Regions from separate parts of the Zea mays genome. Here region 2 is linked to region 1. Evidence: chromatin contacts called from public Hi-C data. All regions are on one chromosome and are shown on one strand. The core of a region is the stretch at or near the end of the contact, and the rest is flanking DNA. Distances in the headings are between cores, read along the strand shown. Region 1 overlaps LOC100383869. Region 2 holds the start of LOC100272941.

Region 1 (6,918 bases), core at 1,755-4,254:
TATTGACAAGATAAGAAGAGGCTTCCTTTGGAAAGGAAGAAAACAAGCCAATGGAGGTCATTGTTTGGTGGCGTGGGGCAAGGTTACTAGGCCTAAAGACTTGGGTGGGCTAGGGATCACTGATCTGCGGCTGTTGAGCGTGGCACTTCGGGCTAGGTGGCCCTAGCTCCAAAAAATCGACCACTCTAAGCCATGGTCGGTCCTCCCTGTTCAGGCTTGTGGAGCGGTGCAGGCTTTGATCAATATTGCAGTTGTGTCTCATTTGGGTGATGGAAATGACATTATTTTTTGGAAGGATCGGTGGCTGAACGGTAGATGCATCGGAGAGGTGGCACCTGAGGTTCTTGAGCATGTTCCTAGGCGTATTGCTTCCAAAAGGCTGGTGAAAGATGCTCTAACTGATCTAAATTGGGTGGCTGACATAAGGGGTGCGCTTTCAGTTAGGGCGCTTGCATAGGTACTAGATCTTTGTGACCTGCTGGAAGGTCTAGTTCTTCAACCTGGTATTCCGGATAAGCATATTTGGAAGTTCAATGCTTCGGGGGACTACTCTTCTAGTTCTGCCTACAAAGTTCTTCTCTTTGGAGCGGTTGATTTTGGGTCAGCTGAGCGGATTTGGAAGTCTTGAGCTCTGGGGAAATGCATTTTTTTGTAGCTCGTTGAACATAATAGATGCTGGACAGCTGACAGGTTGGCTATGAGGGGGCTGGATCACCCCGACTGATGTCCGCTCTGTGACCAGGCCGATGAGACCATTAATCATTTGTTGGTCGAGTGCAGCTTTGTAAAGTAGTTTTGGTTTCTTCTCCTTCGGTCGGGGGACTTCTAGGTGCTCTGTCCATCTATAGGGGATAACTGCTTTGACTCCTGGTGGGAGAAGAGCGCTGAGTTGGTGGGCAAGCCTTTGTCGGAGGGTTTCAACTCATTGGTCATTTTGGGTGCGTGGTCGATATGGAAGCATAGGAATAGGTGTGTGTTTGATGGTTGTAGCCCAAGTGTTGAGATCGCCCTCTCGGCAAAGGGAGGAGATGATGTGCTGGCGTTTGGCTGGCGCTAAAGCTCTCACTTTCTTCCATCTAGAGGAGTTGTCTTAGGAGTGGTGTGAAAGTCTGTATATGGTGGTGTGTGTCTGTAAGTCTGTTGCTCGTGTTTTGGGGTTTCACCCCTTTTTCTTCTTCTTAATACAAAAATACGCAGATCTCCTGCGTATTCAAAAAAAATCTCTCCTTTGTCATGAAAATGTTTTCATCTCTTAGCTAGCAAGAGGGTTTTCTTACATGAAAGAGTACCAATTTGGCACACTAAAAGTTTTAGTTTTAAAAATATGGTGATGGTGTGGTCCTTTTGCTTTGGCCTGATTGAAAGTTCCCTTATGAGAGGAACACAGATCTAGATGTCGTCTAGAGGGGTATTAATACGCGAATAAAAATTAACATAAAAACTTAGAACTTCTTACTTTACTCGAAGTATGGATCACAACAGAATGTAGTCGAGTCAAATAGATTGCAGCATAATTGAAGTCTCTGTCTCACAATAGCCTACACTTCATAAACAACTTATACAAAGATAATAGTGAAGTGCAAGTAGTAAAGCAAACAAGAAACATCACAGAGAGACAGAGACAGAGACATAGAGATTTTATCCCGTGGTTTGACCAAGCCTAAAATGCTTGACTACATCCACATTGAAGTTAGTCAACATGGTGTGGAGTCTATTTCAATTTCTTTCTCTGTTTGCTCAAGTTTTTCACTAGGTCACGGACCGAGTACTTGCTCAAGATCTTGCTCACTCGCAGCAGCACCTCTCCTCTCTCTCGTTTGGCGTATAACAATGCCAAACATCTTGCAGAGAATAACACAAGAGAGGGATATAGAATTGTTCCACAATTAGTCCACTTGTATGCTACAAAGGTGTGCTCCTTAGGTCGTGTGGGACTTCTTTTTATAGCCCCAAGCCCCTTGAAGTCGTCGCAGGCCTTATTTTAAAGGTGCCATTGGAGCAATAGATGGATCACATATTAAGGTAGATGTGTCGGCTAATAAGGTGATTAACAATACTTGTCGTTATAGATATACATCCTAGAATGTACTTGCTATGTGACTTTGATATGAAATTTACATTTGTGGTTGGTGGATGGATGTGTTCTACACAACACATAGATCCTTAATCATGCATCGACAAACTTTGCTTCTTTTCTCGTCCCTCCTAAAGGTAATTTTATAATACTATCTTGTGAACTCTAGGTAATTTTATAATGCTATCTTGTGAACTCTAATTATTTATATTTTGCAATGGTAATTTGATTTCATTTTTCAGATAAGTACTATCTTGTGAACTCTAGATATCCAAAACTAAATTGGATACCTTGCACCTTTCGAATGAACTACGTACCATATACTAGAATTTTGTCATCGACGTGGATGTCCACCGCAAGAGAAGCATGAGACATTCAAGTTCTTGCACTCCTCTCTGCGCAATGTCATGGAGAGTCCTCAAGCAAAAATGGTGCATATTAAAAGACATACCGAGTTTCTTTCAGCTTTTTCACAGAAACAATTATGAAACAGACACCGCCAAGAAACCCAACAAGTACCAGATATTTATACTTCTGTAGCAAACTAACTATTTACAACAGAAGTGTTCTTTACCTATGGTTTGTTTGTTTTTTCCTTTTCCTAATAGATTTTCCATTGTTTTTCCTTTTGATACTTTTCTATGGAGAAGGGAAACGCAAGGTAAGCTAAACTAAAAGAACAGATATATTTTGCCTATTTATTGTCTAAGCTACGGTCAAAATTTTCACCATAGCAAATTGAATCATGTACCCCACCGAAAGCTGCATCCGACGAATATCAGCGTTCATCGTTCAAGCCTTCCAGTGACCACAAGCATGCCGATGCGAGACTTCTCCCATGTCCACCACCTCTTCTGCTACGCCGCCTCTGCAGGTAGATGCACGGCACCTAGCCCGGCTAGTCGTCAGCCATTTCATCTGCTCTATCCGTCAGACTTCCATTTCCTGCCGTGTCACATCTACTGAGCTGTCACCAAGACAAAAGTCCAGGGCCTAGTAGCAAAGCGTGTCTCCATTCACGACCCACTGCGCAAAGTGGTCAGAGTAGTCCCGAATGTCTGAGAGCTGGCTGCTAGAACGGGAAAGATCCGTGTCATCTCTTCCCTGGTAAAATGAACAAGGTTCACAGCATAAAGTTCAGATCTCAGGAAGGCCATGTAACCAACAATTTAGTTGATGTCAGAATGTCAGATAAAAAGAAGTTCGGATAATGAGGCTAACCTCATCAGTGTGTCCTTGTTCACTGTATGACATAGATGATTCAGGACTGATCACATCCATAGGTGAATTGATCAGTAATGACCTGCAAATCACGGATGTGATACATGTTAACAGTGCAAGCAGAGTAGTAGGACATGCAAATTACTGGAAGTCTATTTATTTTACCTCTCAAAAACTTCCTCGTCAAACGAATTTCCTGAAGATGACAACAAATCAAGGTCAAAGAAATTTGAAGAGTGCAATTCAGGGTAACCTAATCTTTTCAAATAACTCTGCCGCTCTTCTGACATGGAGTGTCTTCCAGGCACTGTGCCATAGTTCATACTGAATATATAAAAAAAAGACACAATTAGCTCATATTGCATTCATGTAGAAAACAAATTCAAGTGGACCACCAAATTCATGCAAGTAATGACACACCTGGAGCACAGGTTAGGTTCGCATATGGAGATCTCTGGCGCAGAATCAGAAGCTTCTCTAATATCATCCAGCTGTTGCACTGGGAGCAATTCTGTGTTGTCTGTTTCATTGTTACAGATAGTTACAGGCAAGCTGCTCTCCAACAGTATGTTACCATCTGATAGTGACCTCTTTATGAATGATCTGGTAAAACAAGATGAAGATTGATACATTAGAGCAGTCTAAAGAACCAGTGCAAGAGTAGCACAATTGGCTGAGTCCAGACAGGAAAAATATTCTTGTTACCCTATATTTTGCATTTTTAAACAATATACAGCGTTCCCAAGTATTACATCAGTTGCATAATCCTTTTGACACAGTTCTCATGGAACAAGAAGTGGTTCTTCTGGAAACAGGGTAAAAAAATGCACTTTTTGTTGTTCTCAGTTCTCGAGACCTATAGATTTGAGCTTTGAAATAAGGTCTACTGATCCATGGTCGATACATCAAAAATCCTAGATATTGTTTTCATGTGAAGAAAATGTGATTTTCACAAGTAGAAATGCTTGTGTTAAGTAGTAAACCATCATACTAAAATGCAAGTGTGTAAATAAAAGGTGAATATAAGATATAGCCACTTCAAGAAATATTCGAAGCTTATAATCTGCACCTTCCAATCTCTTCTTTTAAAGTTCCTTGCCTCCCAATGTTGTAATGCTGATCTGAGTCCAGCTTCCACAATGCAGGTTTCCCTTGCTGAGGTTGGAAATGACCTAAGAACCTGCATTTTTTAAGGACGAGTAAGCTATTTTGTGATGAACATACAAATATCAATGTTTTCCACTGGTTAAGTCATTCCAACAGAATATTATTTTGCAATATATTCAGAAGCATACATGTTTATAGCATCCTGCTTCTCGTGATCAGTGTAGGCGTTATTGTAGTAGCGTTGAAGGGTTCGAAGGAACTCCTGAGATTGGGTTGTTGCCTTCCATTGGCCCCTTTGCTCACAGAAGATCTATGCAAATATGATTAAAATGAAATCAGAATGTTATAGTTCAAAAAAGAGATCTGGAACATCAGTGGTCTTTTTATAACTAGTTGACTTTGACATTCCTGGGTTGTGATAATAACTTTAGAAGAAAGAATTGTAGACATAGTTCAGAGCATTTTACATATCTGTTCAGAGTATTCAAATGCCACAAATTTAATGCGATTATATCTCTACTACTTATTAAGGCTGCAAGGGTAGCCTGTCATTCTCTGTTCTGCCATTCTCATTCCTTGTTTTGCGTTTCTCATTCTCCCCTCCCCGCACAGCCCATTCCCATGTTCTGTCACCATTCCATGTCCTGCCATTCTCATTCCTTGTTATGACTTTCTCATTCCCCCCTCCCCGCAAAGACCATTCACATTCCCCCGTACAACCCACGTCTAGCTAAAAATTAAAACACACAAATAGCCTCCGAGGGGATTTGAACCCGCGACCCCCTCAGACAAATGCGAGCAGTAGCTACCGCTACACCACATGTGTGTTTACACATCTATGATAGGAAAAAATATCTACTACATCTCTCCCCAAGCCCACCTGCTACCCTTGCACAATACGTAGTAGTAGATAAGTATCACCGAGATTCTTGAATTATATTTTTGGATAGAGGGAGTAGTATTTAAAGAAGAACCTTGCATGCAATTTCTTTTGTTTAAATAATGTTTTCAACTTAAATTCCTTTTTTGCATACGTGCCATTTATTCTCTGTAATATTTTTCCATGGATCTGACTTGTGAGTCATTTTGATAAACCAACGCCAAGGATGAATTCATTTTCTTACTTGGAAACCCCGAACAAACACTACTAGCAGGAGGCGCTCGCGTTGGCGTCGCTCATCGACGACGAGAAGAAGCTTGGTGACTGCCAGTTCGACCTCTGGAAGCAGTCCTACGTGGTCGCATGCGCCGCTGTGTACAGCAAGCTCCGGCGCAGCTGTCGCTTAGACGTGGTTCAGAGCGGCTGCACCGCGCTGTCTACCGTCAAGCAGGGGGACCTCATGGTCGTCGCCAACGACGGTGACTCTCGAGTTGTTCTGGGCACCGCATCCGATGACTGCGTCATAATGCCGTCCAACTCATTGTCCACCTGAAGCTCAGCCTGCCACGTAAGTCGCTACTGACCGGCCATGCATTCTTGTGCGCTAGGACGACGGTCGTTCTGACATTGCGTGAGTGTCCTCGAACATGATGTATGTAGAGGAGTAGCGCATCCGGTGGTGCTACGGTCAGGTGTACTACCTCGCTGATGAGCCCGAAGTACACTTCGTCTGGCAGCCCAGCCAAGAGTCATCGGTACTCGCCATATCGCGCGCGTTTGATGACTACTATATCAAGGACTGTGGCGTCATCTCGGCGCCGGAGGTGACGCAGAGGACTGACAGCAATGATCAGTTCGTCATCCTCACCACCGTCGGGGTAGCTTTTGTGACAGCCTGCCTTTAATTCTCTTCGTAAACACACACACTTGTCGTTTAAGCAAGCGCGTATGGTGGTGCGTGCCTGATGACTGACGATGTACGAGAGAACTTCCGACAGTTGTGGAACGTGCTCTACAATGATAAGACCATGCAAATCGTGGCATATATCGAAGTCTACATGATACTGATGGTTGCAATGTAGTGGTGAAACAGCTAGATTAAAATAACAAAATTTATGTATGGTCAGAATCACAAATGGATTATGAAACATTTTCTCATAACAGTATAACACACATTATGTATATAAGTTATCGTGGTATTATATGTTCTCGTTGCAATGCACGAGCACTCACCTAGTTTACAAAAGAAAGAAGCACAAAAGCAAAAATGCAGGTTTTATATTGTTATGTTGTATGGTGCAGAATGTTGGCCTGAAAAAAAACGACATATTCAGTGGACAAGTGTTGCGGAAATGCGTACGGTGCGTTGGATTTGTGGCCATACAAGGAGTCGAATCCAAAATGACGATATGTGTGATAGGATAGGGATAACACTAATTAAAAACTTGTCCAAAACTAGTTCAGATGGTTTGGACCACTGTTTTAAAGGCGTCGCCTAGGCGTTCAGGCGCCCAAAAGATCCAAGGTGTCCTCGTCGCCTAGGTAAGAATCAGCAACAAGGCAGAGGGGAAGGGGCGGCGAAGGCCGAATCGAAAGCGGTGGTGACCGAATCGGGGGTTGCGGCGACCGAATCGAG
Region 2 (6,815 bases), core at 3,230-5,729, 150 kb before region 1:
GCGGAGGGAGTCCGTGAGGCCCTTCATCTGGCAGCAGTACTCCCCCACGGAGAGGTCCCTCTGAGAGAACTGGTGGAACTGGGCATCAAGGTGAAGGGCCCAAGCGTCACAGTTCCCGAGGAACTGTTCCTCGAGAGCGAGCCACGCCTGGCGACCTTTGTCCGCCTAGTCTCGGATGATGTCCTGGAGCTCGACGATGATGGTGTTGTGGATCCACCAGAGAACCATGGTGTCCATCAGGTACCAGGACAGAGGCGACGGGGCGACGATATCCTCGAGGGCGTGGTCAGCGAGAGCATAGTGCCGAAGAGTGAGGAGGACCTGCCCCCGCCAAAGAGGGTAGTGGGAGGATGCCCGGTCCAACACGATGGACACGAGGGACCGAATGTTGTGGAGTCCGGCAGCCTAGGCGTGGAGAGCGGTGATGTGGTCGACGTCGAGTCAAGAGGCGTGGGGGGCCTCGGGGGTGGGTGAAGGTGCCTCGAGTGCCGCTGGGGGAGGCCCAAGGATGAGGCGCTGCACAGTGGCCATCTAGGCGGTCAGGGCGACGCCCATGGCCCGCTCGTGCTCTAGTGCTAGGGACGCGACGTGCTAGCGTCCCTAGGAGGCGGCGACGGCTTCCTGGATGGTGGCGATGGCCGCGACGAGCGTGGAAGACGTGGGCGAAGAAGCCGACGGTGATGCAACAACGTCGGTCCACACAGGGTTGTGGGTGGAGAAACCCAGTGGGGAACATGGAGAGCGATGCTGAGTAGCTGGGGGATGGTGGGCAGAGGTCCGAGGTCGGAGATGAACGAGGTTCATGGCCGACGTGCGAGCTGGTGTGGGGGTTGGGGATGAAGCTCCTAATGTTCCAAGTGGACAACGCGACAGGGATCAGGGAGTACCTCGGTGGCGCTGGGTGCCGCGCCGGTTGAGGGAAGGGGCCACGCGCCCGTGTTGCCTGGGGGCACGACGCGGGTCGAGATGAGGCCGGCGACGCTGGGGGCCGCGCCGGCAAGGGGTAGGCCCATGGCAACGGGGTGGATGGCGGCGTTGTTGCGATGGTCCTCCATGGGACGGCAGCGGGTGCGCGTGCAGGGAGGGAGGTGGTGGGGGGCTTGGACGGCGGCAACCGGGCCTAGGAGGCCGGTGGCGGTCGGAGGGAGGGGGAAAAGGGGCGGTGGCGGCCAAGCCAGGGGGCTGGCGGCGGCGGCTGGGGGAGGTGGTGGGAGAGAAACAAAACTAATCCTAACTCTATACCATGTGGGAAACCCTAACTCTAGAATAGGGTGGAGTATTGTATTAATAGACTTGGTAGTTGGGTCAGGCCCATTACTGAGGAGGCGAGAGGGTAATTACACAGGGAACACCAAAAACCCTAATGTGTATTCTAACAGCATCGACTTAGCAAATAATATAAAAATGTTATTTTGTGTCTTTGAACAATTATCTGGTCTAAAAAATAACTATCACCGAAGTGACATCTTCTATTTGGGGCAGACCAAAGAGTGTGAGGAACAACTCACACCTCTTTAGATGCAAAAGAGGATAACTCCCCTTCAAGTACTAAGGCATCCCAATACATGTTAGAAGATTATCAAATAAAGACCGCAAACTGATAAAAGATAGAATAAAGAAAAAATAAGCAGCTGGGGAGGGTAAATTGTTGCCAGCCAGTAGTTATTTAGTCCCGATTAATTTTGTTCTATCTAGCCTACCTATGTTTATAACACCTTTTTTAGATCCCTAGCGGAGTTTTAAAAGATTGAGAGCATGTTTGGTTCGTTGCTTGATTTGCTACAATTTGTCACGCCTAATGTTAGGCTGATTTGAACAGTTTAGGTGTGTGTTTGGTTTGTAGCTACAATTATGGCAAGATTTTTCTTCTATTCTATTGATCCTACTTGTCGATGATTTATAAAAGTGTAGCAAGGTTTCCTTAGGCATATCAAGATGTGTCGAAGAATTAAAACACCTAACCTTAGATAAATATGGCAGAAAATATATGTCAATCTGTGACACCTTAGATATACAACCAAACAGACCCCAAATACTTTAGATCTAGATTTTTTTGGCAATATGACCCAGAAAAAGGAAATATAGGTTAACTGAATGTCCTATTGTCTCAAGCGAAAAAACTGGACCATGTGAGAATGACTGTGACCAGAATCGGGATCTTGGACCTATGTTTTAGCGTGAGACATATGATGAAACTTTTTTAAGCCTATCCTAAAATTCATTCCCACGAGAATTTAAACTCAAGAACTAAGAAATGCTACTTAGACCATCTAGCCAACTAAGTTAGAGGCCCTTTCACCTCTTCAAACCAAAAGACTAAGGAGAAATAGGAATTATATATTTAGAGTTGAAAACCAAGTGTCCCCGAGTAGACGACTATTTAAGTTATGTAATGAAGAAGGTATGGGGTAGGATTTTGATTAAAATAAAATAGTTGAAAAATAATACATTGAACCAAGGAAGCATGAGATTCCCAATTTTAGGCAAGCCTTATGGGTGTCAAAGATCAGTTCATAAACCTAGGTTAGTTTAGATCAAATAATAGAACTCAAATAAGGTTTTAGGAACACAAATGATTGGGACATCAGAGTTTTAGAACCCGTTATCCAAACCTCTACAATGTGGTGTGCAAAAAGCAGGCAACAGTAGTAGCTGAGGCCTGAGGTTTTGCAATATGCACCTCCAAATGTGTCCTTCAGAAAGGCATTGGTGGAACAGAATTAACAGACTGGCATAGCCTAGTTGCTAACTTGCTAGTATCATGCATGTCACGTTGAACAATATGATGGATACCATTGTTTGGGGTTTAAACAAAAAATGGGTCTTTTCCTGCGAATTCTATGTATAAGTTCCTTGTCGGCAGTGGTATGAAAGTCACGCAGAGACGTGGCAAATGAAAGTACCTTTAAAAATAAAATATTCGTGTGGTTCCTGAAAAAGGGATTTATTTTAACAAAAGATAATCTAGTAAGATGGAATTAGAATGGCAGCAAAGTTTATTCTTTTTGCGATAAGCTTGAAACTGTCCGACATCCTTTCTTTGGTTGTCATTATGGCTCGTTTTCTCTGGCGTGCGGTTCATTGGGTGTTTGGTGGCACCCCTCCAACACACGTGTCTCACTTGTTTTGAGGTTGGTCCAAAATGAGGCAAGGCAAACGCAATTTGCTTGTTTTGACGGGACATTGCGGTCTTTGGTTGAGAAATTTGGCTCATAAAAAATGATCTCGTGTCAAAAACAAACTTTTTTTTGCAAGAACTTCTTTTGGGGGATATATTGACTCTAATCTGGACTCGTTTGTAACGCTTGGATGAGCACAAGATTTTCATTGCGGAAGCATACAGACTTTTATAGAGTGCAGTGCCACATTTCTGTTTGCTTCTCCTCGTCTTAGACATTAGGAGTGGATCCCTGTATTTTGTGTGTGTGTGTGATTTTATAATATTTGGTCTGATTCTTGCTCCCTGAGGAATGATGAAGCCAGAACCTGTGTTTCCATTATCTAAAAAAAAAGGTCTTCAGACTGGTCATTCCATCAGCAGCAGGTATGGTTTTGTACTTCAAAATCGGAGTTCAGGGGCAGTTAAAGGGCTAGAAGGGTTTGTCATTATTTAAAATCGGAGTTTAGGGGCAGGTATGGTCATTGTCTAAAAAAATCGGAGTTTGTCAGTATTTGTGAATTGTGATACAGTTACGATCAAGCTCCAATGCTCAGGGTCCGTGTTCCAAGCGGATCCCTCAGATGATCTGCGTGGCAACGGGACCGGGTAACTTTGATGACCATCACGCTCCGCGTGCCTTTTGACCCAGGTACGAGTACCCCCGGATACTGGAGCAAATGTGATTAGACGTCACCGGATATGAATCTGATCCGGCCCGATCTGTGGGCATCGTCATTCGTAAAATGTGAAGCACCCGCATTCCCACAAGCACAGTGCCAGGTGTAGGGGCGTTGGTGAGCCACACGTTCCAATCAGAGGGAGAGACGCGCTCAAAAGCAAACAACATCCATTGATCGGCGGGGACGACCCAACCCAATCCACGACGAACGAACGCGGCTAGCTGAGGAAGTGAGGAGAGTCAAGAGCGAACCACGCACCAATCAACCCCGCCTTGTTTTCTCCCCTGCCCGATCGAGCTTTTACGGTGAAAGAACTTTTTAAATTTAAGTAAATATAAATAAAGGAATCGACGCTTACGAGGACGCTAAATCCGGAGACGTTGGTGAGCGAGCCGGCGATAGCGGCGCCGGCGAGGGGCACCTCGCCGAGGTGGCCCACCATGATGGTGGAGATGACCTGCATCATGAGCTGCAGCAGCGCCACGGCGATCATGGGCGCCGCCAGCGCCGCCAGCCGCCCGGCCTCCGCCGTCGCCTCCGCCCACCGCCCTTCCGACGAAACGCCGCAGCACCAGCGGAGGCGGCGCTGATCTCCCAGGTCCTCCTTCCCCCGGCTCGGGTGAGCGACGAGCAGCGGCGCCCCGGAAGAAGAGCCCATGATCGCCGTCGTGGCTCCCAGGTCCACAGCTAGCTCGGGGGCACGCCGCACGCCGGCACGACCAAGTCTGGCCTGGCCGTTTTAGGTGGAGTCTTCGAGACTACCCGGCCGCAGGGGTTTATGCAGCAGTGTAGATCATTTAAGAATGGATTCGCCGTGGAAAGTGGAGCGCGAGACAGTCGACGACCGGGCCGTGGAAAGGAAGGGATGACGCGGGGCCGGGATCCGATCCGATGCACGCGCCAAGCGTGGGTAGTAAGTAAACTGGGCAAGGGAAAGGAGAAGGCTAGATAGATATAGATTTCTGGGACCGCAAAATAATGTGATTCCTACTTTTATCGTTCGTAATATTGACTCCAAAAAATAAGACTTAAACAGATGTTACATTTAGTTTCAATGTCGTTTTAGATATTTTAACCTTCTATCTATAGATTACATGCGTACACATGCAAAAAAAAAAAAAAAACATAAGGGCACAGAGAGCGCAGAAGGATAAAAATGTCTAAAATGACACTGGAACCCAAGTATGAATATTTTGAGTCCTGTTTTTGTGAACTTAATAGTTAAAAGTATGAAACACGTTATTTTAAGTTGTACAAAAAATCCAATTTTCTTGTCTTAGCATATGGATGAATTAGGTTCTACAGTTTGATATATTAGTATATTGAATAATAAAGTATATCTGTAACTATTTTTAGAAAAACTTTATGACTTTTATTAGTTTAATTTCGCGGAATCGCACAACAATTTTTAAAGATATCTTCGCTGTTTGATTTCTCTGCGATTTCTGTGACTTCCACTGGATCGTTAGCTCGCAGCCACAGGAAAAGGCAACGGAGCTGTTGGTTAGCTGATAGTATGTTGGCGTCGTGGTGTGGTTGCCAAGCGATGCCCTTGTCCTGCTCTCTTTCCCACCGCCGTCTGCAGCCCGTATTTTATTGTTTTTTGCCGCTGTGACCCAAGAGCTCCCACGTACTTGAATGTGCCAGAAATATAGTTGAGGAAAATAACTGCTCCATTCAATAGAGCGTCGCCGCGTTCATTTTATCTGCAGTGCCATCCTCAGCTACGATCCACGTGCTGCGCGTGCGCCTGCCGGGATGAAGAAGGCATAGCAGGAGGAAGAAGAAAGACAAGATGAAGAGATGGTGTATGGGGCTAGGTGAGTCAGAGATAGTAGATCACCAATCCAAATTTACTTTTTAGTTGATAGAACTGTTGTAAATAGATCCTAAGACTAGCATAAAGGTTAATTTGAATGTCAATAGAATGGAGCCTATCAACATTGGACGTAGATAGCATCGGTAATATGGCATTTCTAACCGAGAAACCACGTAGTAGTTTCTATGTTCTTAATTAGAACATCAATAAAAAAAAGATGATGCGACACTATAATTATCGAAGATAACCCTCAGATAATAATCGCACAAATACACCATCGATCGCTGCATAGACTAATTTATATCTAGAAATACGTAGAAAGTTGAATATATTGATATTACCATTTATCAAAATAGATTATTGTGTTCTCCCCCCAAAGAATAATTAAAGGTGTGCTTTGATTAGAGAAAGTGGATATCCTTTTTTGAGCCATATGTCGAGTACATATTGCTCTTGATGGGATAACTATTTCTGATATGACAATTACAAATTTACACTAGTATTATTAACTTTAAAGTAACACAGGAGTCAAACAGATATAAAGTGTGTAAATTAAGTTTGAATAAAAGGAAACGGTATACATTAGCCCAGCAATTGCACAGGTCACTCACGTAAGGGCATGCACAACTCTATTTAATATAGAGTCTCTTGAGATGTCTTTAATGATCTAAGTAAAAAAAAATACAAAAGACAGACTATGTCTCTTCATAACTGTCGGTACCCTGGATTAGGGGTACCCCCTTACTACGGTATGAAGACACGATGCCTGTGCGGCTACCCTTAGCCGCGCGGAGAACAGCCCTAGGAGTATCTCGTAAACGGTTGAGGTGGCATTCTCGGAGACAATGCCATCGGGGCCAGAAGACACAGGACCCCTGTGCGCACAACCCGGACCCCCAAAGTAAAGCAGCTCGGAGCCGTTGGATAGGGTCCGGACCCCACCAAGTGAGCTCCGGACCACCCATAACAAGGTCCCAGGAAAGGAAGTGTCGTGACCTAGGCATGAGTCCGGTATTGACGCGTGTCCGGGCTCTATCCGGAGCACCTCCGCTCCCCACTGGGTCGAGGGTCTAATACTGCCACATGGCTTATTATCCGTGACGTAGGCCAGTGAAGCGCCCCGATCCTTTGAGACTCAAATGTGATACAATTACTA

Evidence for each region. Hi-C and Micro-C count contacts between places; a contact is called where the count stands out from the background.
Region 2: a contact with region 1 is called in a Hi-C map of leaf, with 3 times the contacts expected there. The contact joins the promoter of LOC100272941 here to the enhancer-like site in region 1. A contact is called at or near these places in 4 of 25 Hi-C or Micro-C datasets (bundle sheath, endosperm and leaf).

The regions. Positions count from the first base shown.
Region 1 is chr1:17,443,872-17,450,789 of Zm-B73-REFERENCE-NAM-5.0, reverse strand. It overlaps LOC100383869, which reads right to left. Exons shown (of 16, transcript NM_001329554.1): 11 at 4,591-4,712; 12 at 4,365-4,475; 13 at 3,716-3,898; 14 at 3,461-3,619; 15 at 3,296-3,377; 16 at 2,767-3,178. The coding sequence ends at 3,068. Among protein-coding and RNA genes, the nearest start is that of LOC100383869, 18 kb to the right of the region's middle. Within about 2 kb of position 3,004, at least 7 of the 20 cell types and tissues checked have an H3K27ac peak or open chromatin away from gene starts, as enhancers often do. A contact at or near this core is called in bundle sheath and leaf, where this site is marked.
Region 2 is chr1:17,590,592-17,597,406 of Zm-B73-REFERENCE-NAM-5.0, reverse strand. It overlaps LOC100272941, which reads right to left and starts at 4,479. Exons shown (of 7, transcript NM_001147393.1): 1 at 4,199-4,479. The coding sequence starts at 4,333.